Linked DNA regions of Pan troglodytes: region 1 is linked to region 2. A link is a contact called in public HiChIP or PLAC-seq data. All regions are on one chromosome and are shown on one strand. Each heading gives the region's core, a stretch centred on a gene start, on an enhancer-like site or on the middle of the called end of the contact. The rest is flanking DNA. Distances are from core to core; before and after follow the strand shown. Region 1 holds the start of USP13 (ubiquitin specific peptidase 13). Region 2 holds the start of GNB4 (G protein subunit beta 4).

Evidence for each region. HiChIP or PLAC-seq counts read pairs in DNA pulled down with a chosen protein or histone mark.
Region 1: an H3K4me3 HiChIP or PLAC-seq map of stem cell-derived excitatory neurons shows a contact between it and region 2, with 2.9 times the contacts expected there. The contact joins the promoter of USP13 here to the promoter of GNB4 in region 2. A contact is called at or near these places in 1 of 7 Hi-C or Micro-C datasets (induced pluripotent stem cells) and 1 of 1 datasets of contacts at active chromatin or transcription factors (stem cell-derived excitatory neurons).

Annotation. Positions count from the first base shown.
Region 1 is chr2:182,828,641-182,831,648 of NHGRI_mPanTro3-v2.0_pri, reverse strand. It overlaps USP13 (ubiquitin specific peptidase 13), which reads right to left and starts at 1,257. Exons shown (of 21, transcript XM_003310124.7): 1 at 652-1,257. The coding sequence starts at 819.
Region 2 is chr2:182,627,720-182,630,835 of NHGRI_mPanTro3-v2.0_pri, reverse strand. It overlaps GNB4 (G protein subunit beta 4), which reads left to right and starts at 1,488. Exons shown (of 10, transcript XM_001168001.7): 1 at 1,488-1,922.

The sequences.
Region 1 (3,008 bases), core at 8-2,507, 200 kb before region 2:
TAGAGATGGGGTTTCGCCATATTAGCCAGGCTGGTCTCGAACTCCTGACCTCAAACGATCCGCCCGCCTCCGCCTCTTAAAAAGTGCTTTGATTTCAGACGTGAGCCACCGCTCCTGGCCCTGACATTCTAAAGACAAGAAAAGGAGTGGGGTGAAATGGGAACTGGTGGAAGAAAAGCTCAGAGAGCAAATCAGAATTGTCCAGGAGTGGGGATCCCTGAGCAAAGCAAGTGGTCCCAGAAAAAGAAGGGCTGTGTGTCCCGGGGTGTGGGGGGATCATCCCGTCCACCTACCCGCCCTGCGCTCTGCCCCGCGGAGGACGCAAACGATCTGCAACGTGCAGTTCGGAAGAGGGAACTCTTGTATTTCATCTATCTTTAAACGGCGGCGGGGCTGTGTGCAAGCTGCTGGGAATCGGGCCCTTCCAGCCTGGGGAGGCTGGCGGAGCAAAACCACCAGCACGAGCCAGTCCTCGGCTGCAGCAGCCCTGGGGCGCTCACTAAGTGTCTGCCGAACTGCAGTGCTCCTGAGCCAACTCCGCCGCCCGGAGGAAGAGAAGAGGTCCCCGGCCGCCACTGCGCATCTTCTCCCCCGGCTTCACGTGCCGCAGGCCGCCGGCCCCGCGACCCTCCCCCGAGGCGCCTCACTTACGGGAGAGTCGTAGGAGAAGGCGCACTCGTTCTTGTAGACCCTGTCGCCGGACCTGGGCACGCGGATCGTGGGCATGTGGGGCACTAGCAGCTCGCCGATGTCTCCTGCAGCCATCTTCCTGCCTCCGCTGCCGCCCGGCATGCCGAACAGGGCGCCCCGGCGCTGCATGGCCTCGGCGCGCACCGGAGCCGAGCGAGCCGAGCCGGAGCCGGAGCGCGGGGTCTGCCGGCGGCGGCGGCGCCAGCGAGCGGGCTGACGGGCGGGCTGCGCGGGCAACGGCAGCCGGCCGAGCCGGGGCGGGCGGGGAGAGCGGGCCGCGGGGCGGGAGCGGGCACCGCGGGCTCGGGGAGGACTGGCGACGCTATTTTTAATCCAATGGCGAGTCTCCGGCCCAGCTGCAGCGTCAGGCGGGGCTGGGGAGCGCCAGCCGCAGCGCGCCGGGGAGGGGGCGCTGGAGAGGGGCCCTGCGCGCGGGCCGGGCGCGGCGGCGGGGGGCGGAGGGCGAACCCCTGAGGCGTCGGCGCGGGAGCTCGAGCGGGCTGGCGGCCGAACGCGGCGCGGGAGAGCCTCGGGAAAACACCACGGAGGTGTTTTCTATCCCGAATTGTTGGCTTGCAGAGGGGCAACTCCGAGGAGGCCAACACAAAGAGCAGGATTGGGGGTTTTAAAAACCGCTTGCTTTTAAAACAGCCGAAGACTAGGGCGGTGACGTCCCCGGATTGGATAGGGGCGGGACTCGATGTGCAAATCTGAAATCTAACGTGAGGCTTAAATCTAAATTTGCGCCATGCACTTCAGTGCTTCCCCACTAAGCTTCGTTCCTTACTTTAACATCCAAGGCTCAAAAATAGAGCGAATAGAATAAGATCGAGTGAGGATAGAGGGTGTGTGTGGGGCGGGGGGCGGGGTGTGTGTGGGAGTGTGTGTGTAATAATAATACAGGTTTTCTTACATATTGGGGGAAGTCAGGGATGGTCAAGATTTTTTCAGGGCGTCGGAAGGCTTTCTATTTTTCTCTGCCTTTGGAGTATCTTCTATGTGATTCAAAGTTCTCATGTCGAACATTCAGTGGCCTGATTTGAGGATTTTGTAGGCAGGCATACATATTCCTGTCTTGATCATCAGTTCCTCAAAATAAATGATGAATGGGGTTGGGCTGGGGGGTTGATCATTTGCAAGCAGAGCATGTCTCCCAGCATACTCTCATTCTCTCCAAAAAACCCACAAGACGGGTTCAATGACATTGAGGTTCTCTAACTACACCCAACATATGTATTCATGGCAGAGTATCCAGTGATCCCTGCCAGTTAATGAAACGCAGAAATAGCGAGAAATAGTGAACCAAAACGCTAATTTTTGTAAGCCTCTCCCAGATCAGATAGTCCTTAAGTTCTTTTTTTTTTTTTTCTTACTTTTTTTCTCTTTTAACTCTCCCTGGTTCTCCAGACCTATCTCAAGATTTCCATACCCTCAAGCAAGCCTCGAGCGCACCACACTTTCTTATAACTCAGCACTCCCAAATGCTATCTGTTGGAAAAGGAGGAGGTGGCACTGAGCAAAAAATCAGACACTACTGTCATCTTCCTCATTGGGCAGATCCTCTTAGCGAGCTTTTGCTTTGAATTTAGTCTCATCAGCTTATTACCTTTCACGTTAATGGATGATGTTTTCTCCAATTACAGAGATAAACTTGGTTTTACAAAACTTAAAATTTAATCTTAGATTAAATGCAAATTAAATCAGTGAGACACTGTTTTTCATCCTTTGGGCTGGTAAAGATATATTGAGTTAGCATGGGTTTGGGAAGTAGACCCTCATTACATTGTTGGTGGGGATAAAAACGATAAACCTCTTTGGAAGGAAATGTAATAATACCAGTCATAACTTTATATGCGCATACTGTTTTCCCCAGCATTTCCTTGTCTAGACATTTATGCAACAGATAAATTAACGCTGTGTAAAGATATTTGTTAGAGCACTGTTTCGAGTAACAAACGTCTGGGGAAAACCTAAAGATCCTTCTGTAGAAAGTGGTTAAAATACAGTACCATTGAAAAGAATGAAGTTGCTCTACATGTGCTGATGTGGAACAATCTCCAAATTATTACTAGATGATAAAAGCAATTTAAGCAAACTAGTGTATAAAAGCAAGGAATACATGCAAGGCTGATAATATGCAGTAGGCATTTTGGCACATCCTATATACCATGGGCCTTCATTCCAGTTGGTTGTACCTGTGGTAAATATTTTTAATGTAGCCCCTTAAAATATACATATGTGTATGCATGCCCACTTGTTTGGCTTTAGGATGTCTCTAGAGCAATACACAAGAAACTAGTCAGGCTCTGTGGAGAAGA
Region 2 (3,116 bases), core at 239-2,738:
TGTAATCCCAGACTTGGGAGGCTGAGACACGAGAATCGCTTGAATCCTGGAGGTGGAGGTTGCAGTGAGCTGACATCACATCACCGCACAGTGACTCCGTCTCAAAACAAAAAAACAAAAAAACAAATAAAAAAAAGAAAGAATGTGGGCTTTGGAGTTGATCCAATCTGATGTCATGCAGGGCTCTACCAATACCTTCGTGACTCTCATAAATTAATCTTACCAGGGCATCAGTTTGCTTATCTGTAAAATGGGGATAAAATTCACACTTCAAGGTAATTATGAGGATTAAGTACAGTATAAGAAAGCAGAGAGCATGGTCCGTAATAGGCACTCTTTAACAATTTCCCTTTGCTTCCTCCTAAAAACGACAATGATAAAACTCAGGATTTAATCATTAAAACATAAATAGTTACAGATGCAAAACACTCATGTCCCAACGAGCTCTTCTGACACTTTGATATGCAGAATATTTGGCATTTCTTTCTTCTTAATGGAAAAATGCTCCTAATATTAGTAAAAATGAAAATTTTGGGGGAAAAATTATCCACAGTTTATCTGTGGATAAAGAAAATAGAAACAGCTGCTTCTATTTTTGTCATGGCCTGGCTTTTATACAAAACGGTCACATTTTCCCCACAGTCACAAACAGGGTGTGTTTATCATGGCATCACCTCTTTCAAGGGACTAATAGATTTATTCCAGGTGATAGTGGGAAGCAGCTACAGAAGGAGGATTGGAAGGCTGAGGGGGTGTTAAAGTTATCTGATGATATTGTTCGAACCTTTCTCCGGCACAGAAACTCCACAAAGAACTCCTCTGCAGTTTTCGCTACCCAGGGCTGTTTCTTTAAATTGTTTGACGTCAGAGAAGGAATGCTATAGCAACAGTCTGTCAAACTGGAATTAACTCAGAAGAAAAATGGGGGTGGGGAGAGGAAAAATGCTCCCAGGCGGTACTGACTTCAGAGGAAGCAAACTGGATAGATGCATTTATTTTATGACATTTTAAACATAAAACACCCAGATACATGTGGAAAAAAAAAAAAACTCGATTGAGATGCATGTGGTGTTTAACTCATGCGGAGAAGAGCGACTTGGCAGGGATATCTGGAAGGCCTTCCAGTTTTATCAATGACAATAGGAACAATAACTTCCAAGTATTGGCCATTTATTTGGAGGCAGGCTTCGTGCAAACATCACTTCATTTAATATGCTTAGCACCTTTATGAGGCAGGTATCAGTATCTTTATTTTGGCGATGACGAAACTTAGGCCCGAGACGGTACACGGTCCTATAACTAGTGATGGAAGAGCGGGGACTGCAACGCAAGGTTGTGCAACTCTGGGCTTCAGTTTACTTTCTGACATTTAGAATTCCGGAATGGGAAACCTAAATGGGACCTTTGGGGTCTTCTAGCTCTGCCCTTCGATCCTGCTAACAAGCAAACTGGCGCCTGTCACCGCCGGAAAGGAAACTGGCCACGCCACTTAGACGGGCGCTACTTAGCAGCGTGCCCCGGCGCCACACCAACAAGAAAACGAAACCGCCCGGGAATGAATGTTTTTCTTCTCCTTCTGGCAGGAAACGAGAGAGAAAATAGGAAGCAGAAGCTGCGCGCGGCGCCCGCTCCCTTCGCCCCCCGCCCGGGCTGCGCGCGCTCCGAGGGTCTGCGCGTCCCCGGCACGTCCCCGCCGGGCCCGCGCGCCTCATGCCTCGCGCCTCGCGCCTCCAGCCACGTACCCGCCCCGGCTCCGGCGCGCCGCGGAGTTGGCTGCTGGGAGGTGCGGGACTGGGTGTGGCCGGCGGCTCTGGTCTCGGTGGTGCGCTGTGCTCTCCACGCCGGCTTCGCGCTCCAGGGGCTGCTGAGCGTCCAGCGGACCCCGGCAGCGCGCGGTCGACGCGGGCCTGAGCTCCCTCCAGGTAGGCGGCGAGCTCGCGAGCGGCGGCTCGTCGGTGCGCCCCGCAAAGCGATCCCGGGCTTCTCGCAGGGACGTGGGGCGCCGCGAGCCACCCCTGAGGAACGGGGCCCGGGTGACGGCGCGGGGCGGGGCGGGTCTCCCCTGGCTCCGAGACTGAGGGCTCGGGCGGCCGACGCTGCCCGGGAGGGACGGGGAGGGCGCGCCTGTGTCGCGCCCCGCTGCCGCGCGGGAACTGGCCCCACGACCGCCGGCGCAGGCACTTCCCGGGCGGTCCAGACCGCTCGCCCCGGGCAGCGAGGAACGGTCGGCGGTCCAAGTCCTGCAGACCCCCCGGGTTTCTCGTCACTCCCCGAGGCCTCCTTCCAGGAACTCAGAGCACGAACCCGTGCGTGCCCCCAAAATAGCGGGTATTCGGGACTGCCCAGCAGGGCTGTTGGGTGGAGAGTACTGGGAAGACTCATAAAAGTTCTACGCTGAGTCCAAAATTAGTCCAGTGGTTTTGTTTCCGATTTATTTTGGAAATGATATAATGTCCAGAGTTTGAGGATGGGAGGGGATTGATGAATTTTGAATACTTGTGAGTTCAGTACAATAAAAAGTGTTTTCCTTTTCTCTCCACCTTTTTCTGCTTCAGAACACGGATGATTGCCATATACTTTGATATGTATTGCTATTCGCTAAGGGAACATTGAATTTTCAAAAGTTTGAAACCAGGCTTTCATTTGTTTATACAAGCAATACTTTGTTATTTTGCGTCTCCTTGTGTTCCCTTTTCTCCCACTCCTTCCCTTTCTCTTTCCATAAAGGATAAGGATGCATCTTTCTCCCTCTCAGCCACCGACAAAGTAGCTTGGCGTGTGGATTAGCGGGAAGTTTTCTTAAAACGTTCAAAATTTAATTGTTGATTAGAACTTTTATTATGAGTCCGTCTCAGTGTTGCAAACAGAGTTTATGACCATTAAGTACATCTTCTAGGACAGAGACAGAACACACGCTACTTAATTTAAGATGGGAGGGAAGTTATTTCTAGTCGGAGAGGAGGACGGCTGATTAGGTGCATTCAACATTGTGTGCTTCGAGTCTCTGCCATTGTTCATTTTAATACTCTTCAGTGTGGGGCTTTTGGTTTACTACTGATCCTAGGCTCTGAAAATTTACTGTATATTTCATTATGTGGCTTAAAGACATTTTAAGA